Linked DNA regions of Arachis hypogaea: region 2 is linked to region 1. The links are chromatin contacts, called in public Hi-C maps. All regions are on one chromosome and are shown on one strand. The core of a region is the stretch at or near the end of the contact, and the rest is flanking DNA. Distances in the headings are between cores, read along the strand shown. Region 1 holds the start of LOC112782682 (probable polygalacturonase). Region 2 holds the start of LOC112784210 (2-oxoisovalerate dehydrogenase subunit alpha 2, mitochondrial).

Region 1 (4,058 bases), core at 659-3,158:
TTTCTGACTTTTTTAAAAAAGGACATGAATATACCTATTAACTAACCCCCTTTCGACATTTGGTCTTCAAACCTGCTTTTTCTGCGATACATAGGTCCTGTCCCACACGTTACGGTGTCCGTGCTCTTGGCCACTAGCACCAATCACGGGACCCTTTATTTAAAACTATTTAAATAACCCCCATAAAAAGAAAGAAAAAAAAACCTACTTTTTCCTACTTAATTTGTTGTTAAGAAAAGTAATTGAAAGTAAAAAAGGAAAATAGGTTCACAAGTTTTACCTGTGATGATAACATTCTTGAGTCCATTTGCATGTATAAGGCTAATATGTCTTCCTCCTAACCTCTCTCTTCCTCTTCCATAAGATGGCAACGGCTCAATTATAGGCCATTCTTTTACGTCCTGGCAATTGAAAATTTTAACATTAAACAACTAGCAGTTCTTTCAGCAATTGGCATAATTAATTAATCAATTAATTAACACAAAGCTAAAAGCCTAAGGACAGAATAAATAAACAAAAAAGACCCACCAAGGATCAAGGTACAGAAGCATTATTATTTGGACGGTTCCATGTGATTGTTAATCCTAACCATATATAGTGAAAGAACAAACCATTCAAAAAGCTAAATCCCGCAGAAAGCTCCAAGAAAAACCGAAAATCATGTGATTTTCTTACAATTAAAAAAAAAGAGTGACTCAAAGATCAAGAACATTCGTTTTTTATGAGTAACTTTTTAGGCCCACATTAAATGAAAAGGGACAGAAAGCGAAATCACATGCAGATCCCTGAGCTGGTTTTGATGAATTCGCACATAGAAAGTAGAAAAACACCATTTTAATTATAAATATTTGGGTTAGGTTCATCTAGTGTAGTTAAATACAGTAGTAATAAACAAAAATAAAAATAGAAGACGTAGCTATTTAATACTTTATACACTGAAATTAAATAAATTTACTTTCCAGGAGCTCCCGTAGCAAGAGCCATTTCACGTAAAATACTATTACGATAAACATAACTGCAACTTTAATTCAGAAATGGGCATATATAGCAAGATTAACAGTAAAAAAAAAAAAAAAAAAAAAAAAAAAAAAAAAAAACAGAGACGAAATCAAAGTTGATAAAAAACAAAGAAAAGAATGTGAAGATCGAAAAAGTGGGGACACCTGACCTGAGAGGCCAAAAGAAGAGCACCTTGGTTCAAGAAAAGGGTGAAATCAGAGGTGAGATTGAAGGGAGCGGTGAGCCAAGTTCCGTTAGGGATATTAAGCTGGGACCCACCACGGTGTTGAAAGCGCTGCATGTAGCGAATGGCTCTCCTGAAGGCTTCGGTATTGGATGTTTTGCCGTCGCCGACGCCGCCGAAGTCCTTGATGGACATGACGAGCTTCCTCTTTGGAAGCGCCCTGAAGAAACCGGAGCATGTGATCGGATCCGATGCGGAGGAGGAAGGGACGGGTCGTTGCGGGCGAATGAGGGCCCAGTTGGGAGGAAAGAGGTAGGGAGTGGTGGTGGAGAGCTGAATGGAGAAGATGGCGATGAGGGTGAAGAGGAGAAAGAGGATGGACCATGAGGGTCTTGCACATGATCCTATCGTCACGCTTTGAAAGTTTGTTTTCTCCGATTCCATATCGACGGAGGAGTGGGCTGTGGCGGTGGCGAAAGGGATACGTGTATAGCTGATGGTTTTGACTTTTGTGGTGAGAGAGGTGCCCAAAATTGAGAGAATTTGTTTCTTGAATCTCCTACGGAAGGAGTGTGGGGTGGATGGGTGGGTCCGGCTTTGGAAATTCACAGAAAATACTTCTCAGACGGTTTTGTCTCCTGGGGTCTTCTAACTCTTTCCCTTGTACAACTGTACAACCATTTTGTTTAGAACAAGGTTATACGAGGAATAAAATTTATTATTTTTGTTCGATATTTATTAATTTTAAATATTATAGACTAAATTTTAAATTTTAATAAGTATAAATTATAAATATAAAGTATTATCCAAAATATTAGTTAATATTAATACAAATGATTAATCTTTAATATTTTTATTTATTATTTTATACGTTAAAAATATAGTTAAGTACGATTTTGGTTCATGTCGAAAACTTTTTTCGTTTCTAACCTTTTTTTCATACAAAATCGTTATTAAGGTTTAAAATCAAGTTTTAAAATTTTTCATTTTACTTAAATATTAAAATTTGGATCAAACAAGTATTTTACTTTGTTCTGACAGTATAGATTATGTATGACATAAAAGATTTATAAAATCAAACTACTTTTAAAAAAAAGTCCTAAACTGACAAAAATCTCCGACTAAGAAGGCCAATATCTCTGTAAACAAAAAATCAAATAATAAGATTTTTAGTTATTATCTTTACATTAAAAAAGTCTAATTTTTATTAATAATTAATTTTAATATTCATTATTTAAACTTTAAAATAATTTAACGTGTATACTTTTACATTTAATTAGGTGTTAAGTCTGTTGCACAAATAGAAATAATTAACTTTTATACTTGCTATTTAAAAATAATATTTTTTTTCTCTATGTATATAAAAATATAATTAGATATTAGTATAAAAAAAGTATACTACTAGTTATAAAATTAACTCAAAATTAATTTTTTTTAAACAATTGAATTTTGATTCTAACTTTTAATTATAACATTAGTATTCTTTCTAAATTATATATAATAAATATTTGAAAGATGAGAAATAAAAATATAGATTAAAAAGATAAGCGATAAAAATTTAAAAAATATGTATATAATAATAATATTTTTTATTTAAATTATATTATTTTGTTAATTTTATTTTCTGTAAAACAGAAAGGTAGAAAAAATAGAGAATAAAAGAAAGAGAGAGAAAGATAAAGATGAAGAATGAGAGTGAGAGTGAGAGTTTGTTAATTTTAGAAGAAAAATTTTATTTTGAGTTGTCAAATTACTAATATAAAATATAAAATATAAAATATAAAATATATATAGAGTGAAAATGGTAGAGAGAAATAGAAAAATGGAGAAAGGTAGATGAAATAATTTAGGAAGGAAATTTATTAATTTTGGAGAAAAATATTTTTCTCAATTTTAATAAGAGAGTGTCATGTGACACATTTGGTTATTAAATTAGATAGTAATATATGATACATAATATAGGTATATTTCAATTTTAATTTTAATACAATTAAAGAATGTCATGTTGCACATTTTGATTGTAAAATAAGTAATTAGTCATTGATATTGATAATGATATATAAAAGAGATAGAGTGGTTGAATGAATGAAAGAGATAGAGAAAAGAAAATGGAGGAGAGAAGAACTCTTTAATTTTGAAGGAAAAGATTTGATTTCAGTTGCAACGAGGAAGTGACATGTGGCACATTTTGGTTGCAAAATTAGTAAGGAGGAGAAAATAATTTTTTAATTTTGGAGGGAAAGATTTAATTTCAATTACAATGAGAGAGTGACATGTGGTATATTTTGGTTGTAAAATTAGTAAGGAAGAGGGGGAGAATTCCTTATGGAGGGAAAGATTTGATTCCAATTGCAATGAGAGAGTGCACATTTTGGTTGTAAAATTAGTAAGGAATATGAGAGAATTTCTTAATTTTGGAGGGAAAGATTTGATTCCAATTGTAATGAGAAAGTGACATATGGCACATTTTGGTTGTAAAATTAGTAAGGAAGATGGAAGAATTCTTTAATTTTGGAAAAAAAAAATTTGATTCTAATTGCAATGAGAGAGTGACATATGACATATTTTAGTTGTAAAATTAAAAATATATAATAGAATAATAGATTACCCATAACAAAAAAAATTATAAAATAAAAAAATAAGAGAAAGAAAGTGTTTTTGCTCCTGCAAAGGGAAAGGAAAGAAGAAGAAGGGAAAAGGGAAAAAGAAGAAGTTGTCCATAATCCACCTCTACCTCCGCTTTCGCCGCCATTTCTGGCGGATTTTAGTCCCTAAGGTAAGGACGATTTTAAGACTTTAGGGACAATTTTTTATGCAAAACAAAGGTTGAGGACAAAAAAACTATACTCTAAGGGCTAAAATCGTACTTAACAAA
Region 2 (4,058 bases), core at 653-3,152, 510 kb after region 1:
GCAGGGTATTCTCTTTGGAGATGTTTCAGATATAAATCTCATTTCCGGGATGAACTTCACTGTTCCTCCAGGAAAATCGATAACCTGCTGTATCCAGTTATCATGCAAACATGCATATAATTAAGCAGCGCATCACTGCTGTTACAGATTTCAATCCAGAGAGAGTAAAGACTGAATTCACCATTTTAGTTATATATTGGAATTTGGAAATATGGAAATTGTGGTGTAGTACTACTTCAGTTTATTACATTGTGCGTCATATATCCCAATTTACGTCCTGAATTAGAATTCCACATTTTAGGGCTCAGAATTCAATTATTATGAGCAGGATATATAAAAAAATACTATTTAAATTTGTGTCAGCTCAGAAGAGGATTCCAACTTCCAGATTTTCAAATTTTGAATCAAGGATTTCACCTTGCAATTAGGTCATCAAGCTTCACGGTTTCATACTTAATAGCTACAGGTTTCACTTTCCAATGGGATCTTTATTAATCAGAGTCACCACAATTCTTACGATTTGGTCAACTATTTCATCGTTAAAGCCGGATTAAGGTTCATCGATGATCAACATTTTCCAATTTCATATCTTTAAAAGTAGATTTTGCAATTTTGGATCTCAACAAATATTACGGGCCTTCTAAAGTTTGTAAACTTTTTATAACCTAATACGAGTAAAGTATAACCCGAGATTGGGGATCCATTTCAGGAAGAAAGAAGTGTAGTCCATCAACGCGCCCGATAGGCATGTAATACAAGCCCAGACAAGCAAATTCATGGTTTAATGGAATGACATTACTTTCGCAAACGAAGAAATTGCCTCAAAACATTCGTGTCAAAGCACGGTTTAGGGACAGAGTGCGTTTGCTCAAATCAGTTCCGAAGTGAAATAATAATATCAATAATAATAATAATAATAATAATAATAATAATAATAAAAGAGGTGGGAAAATGTAGCAGTGATAAAGGGCCTGAAAGATCAGGAGAAATCAAATTCAGACGAGTGACACTGCTGATTATGATATTGCAAGTTTGTAAAAGAGGATTGACGAGGACCGTATATTGATCGAAGTCTCGTCAAGAAGCTACCTTGCTTTTTCATATGAACATACGCACACAAACAACACACAGACTTATAATTATAGCACTGGAAACACTGTTTCAAACTTGAATGCGAACATTGCGACGATGGTACTGCAGTCATGCAGTGCTTCCTGTCAGGTCATTATATAGGGATTGAAACTAGGGTTTTCTATTTGGGCCTCGGGCCCAAGTCCAGTAATTGAGACTCGTGTAAGTCCATTTTCAGTTCAACGGAAACTATAAATGTGGAGAAAAATCATTCCAAAAATAAATACATATCGGAGTAAAATAAAAAATTATATATTGCTGATGAAGATGATAAAAGAACAAGAAATCTTTACTCCAGTAAATCAAATATATATATATATATATTGAAAAAATAAATTAAAGAGATCAGATAGTACTAATTTGGAGGATAATCAAAGAAAAATACGTAGAAATACAGTCTGTCGTAGAAAATCACGAGTTAATGACCCAATCAGCATGCATTCTAGAGAGAGAGAGAGAGAGAGAGAGGTACCTGGTTAGCATCGTGGATGGAATTGAAGGTGGAAGGATTTTGAGCTATGGTGGATGCAAATCGGCGCGGAGAGAGAAGAGATAGTGGTGCATAGTTAGGTGTGAAGTTGAGCCTGGATTTGAAGTGGTTGAAGATGGTCTTCGATATCCACATCGTAGCAGATTGGGAGGAACAACCGAACAACAGAATCACGACACTTCCGGTGAGGTGAACCCAATTTTAACAAGTAACATTTAATTTAATATTGAGCTTTTTATAATTTTATAATAATTTGTTTTAGATTTAGTCTCGTGCGCTGAGGATTGAACGTTAATTGATAAGGATTGTGGATTCAACCACCTTTTTCTCTTTTGGGCTAAGGGATTCTCTTAAAGCCCATTTATTCGGCCTTTATTGACCCAATATATATCTCCATATTGTCTTTTTGCTTTATCAAGGAAATTTATTGATATTTTGTTTTTGGAATGCGGTAATTGTAATAGGACCAAGGAAATTAAAAACAAGAGGCCGAAAATATTGTACATAATTTGATAATTGCATTCAACATAATTAAAAGGAAAAAAGGTTTCCTGCCAAAAAAATAAAAAATAAAGGAAAATGTTTGAGAATAAAATTTTCAATAATTTATTTTAATCACTATTCAACCAACGTTTTGAACTTTTCTTTTTACTTTATTTTTAAAAAAAAAGTAAAGATAGAGAATTAATACTATAAGAGAAAGTCTAGGGAGCCAATGTGTTTGTTGTACACTGCATACAATGGGAGTTAATTTTGAATTAAAATTAAATTAATGGATAATTAATTAATTTTGAATTAATTCAAATTTAAATTTTTAAAAAAATAGGAATAGGAGCAGTTATAGGAGCACAACATAGACGACAGTTTATCAATACCGTATCGTCTCCATCATCTCCAAGTCTCAACGAAAACTACTCTCCCACCCGTCACTGACCCCCTGTCGGACTCGACTACCACCAGCGTCATAGGCCGCAAAGGCCCTCTTCCAGCAACACCAACACATTTGTTGTTCGATCTGCGTTGGACGGCAACCACACGGACAACCAGCGTGCACAGCAAGAGAGAGTGTGTGTTTCTTGTGCTTGATGTCGACGTCGCAAGTAGAAGGGGTTTCAAGTGTGGTTGCTCTTCCACCCCCGTCTCCCCGCCGGAGTTCATTAATGGAGTGCGTTGTGGCTGAACCGGTGGATTGTGTTCCATCTCCAGGCGGGAATGAGATTTCATCCAATCCAAATGAAAATATAGTTGAACCTCTCGTCGTCGATCCTGTGCAAATGACTAAGGTGAGCATCGTTACGTACGAAACACTTTTCAATGGATGGTCATTTTTATTTGAGTGGGGCAGTTTAGAATCAATGCAAGTGGCTTGTTTAATTGTATGTTGTTAATTGGTATTCAGATGCATCAACAACATGATTTAGTCAACGAAGCTTAGGAAGTTTTTTACATATCATTCTATTCTTATATGTATGTCAAATGTGTTTTTGGAAGAAAATACTTATTTGTTGAAGAAGCTTATATGTGAACCCATTAAAATAATCTATACTCCCTCATGAATAAAATACAGTGGCATGTAGGCAATGTTAGTGCAAGAGGTGTCAATTGAATTAGAGTTGTAGCCAATGGTATAATAGATAAAAAGGATATATTTTGATAATGAAAAGGAAGAATGCAGGAATTATATATTGATGCTTTTCATGTATTTGCTTCCTGCATGTTAGTATTAGAAGATGAGTATATGTATACAGTTATGCATGTTGCTCAATGTATGCATAAAGAAAGCATCTCTTAAAAGTAAAAATATGCACTAGTGGCTGGGAAACCAAGGAAGGACCTGTGTATAGGATTTGTACCTGATGCATGTTCAGATGTATGCTATGCAGTGTTAACGTGAAAGAGAGTAAGTAGTAGTCACAATAATTGTATAATATTTCAAATGAATTAATTGATTCAATTACCATGAGTAGCATTTAGATGCCTTTGGTGTAAAGCTTATACTGGTTGGGTGGATGAGTTGATCTATAAATTTAGTTCGTATTTTTTTGTGCTAGTAAGTGAGGTTTCATGTACATGATATTGAATAAAAATTATTTTTTTTATTGTTGTAATTTGTGTGTTTATGTTGAAAGTGCAGGCCACGCAAATGTTGGATGTTACTGATGTTGGAAGTGATGAGATGGATATTTGTGACAAGGTTTGGATTTTAGTTTAAATTTGTGCAGTCAGGATTCGCATTTTTGATGTCATAATTAATGGCTTTTTTTCTGTTTTTTTTATTTGATACGTAGTTGCCTGATCACGATTCCCTGGAGGAAGATGAAATACTAAGCATTGGAATGCGGTTTGCGAAGTTGCAACTAGCTCATGATTTTTATGTTAGCTACACCAAGAAAGTTGGATTTGCAACTAAGATAAGGACGACAATATTTGACAAGAT

What was found. Hi-C and Micro-C count contacts between places; a contact is called where the count stands out from the background.
Region 2: a Hi-C map of leaf shows a contact between it and region 1, with 4 times the contacts expected there. The contact joins the promoter of LOC112784210 here to the promoter of LOC112782682 in region 1. A contact is called at or near these places in 2 of 8 Hi-C or Micro-C datasets (leaf and an unstated tissue).

What each region holds. Positions count from the first base shown.
Region 1 is chr20:114,495,860-114,499,917 of arahy.Tifrunner.gnm2.J5K5, forward strand. It overlaps LOC112782682 (probable polygalacturonase), which reads right to left and starts at 1,909. Exons shown (of 5, transcript XM_025825188.3): 1 at 1,169-1,909; 2 at 281-401. The coding sequence starts at 1,627.
Region 2 is chr20:115,008,795-115,012,852 of arahy.Tifrunner.gnm2.J5K5, forward strand. LOC112784210 (2-oxoisovalerate dehydrogenase subunit alpha 2, mitochondrial) reads right to left here and starts at 1,903. Exons shown (of 9, transcript XM_025827339.2): 1 at 1,604-1,903; 2 at 1-84. The coding sequence starts at 1,756.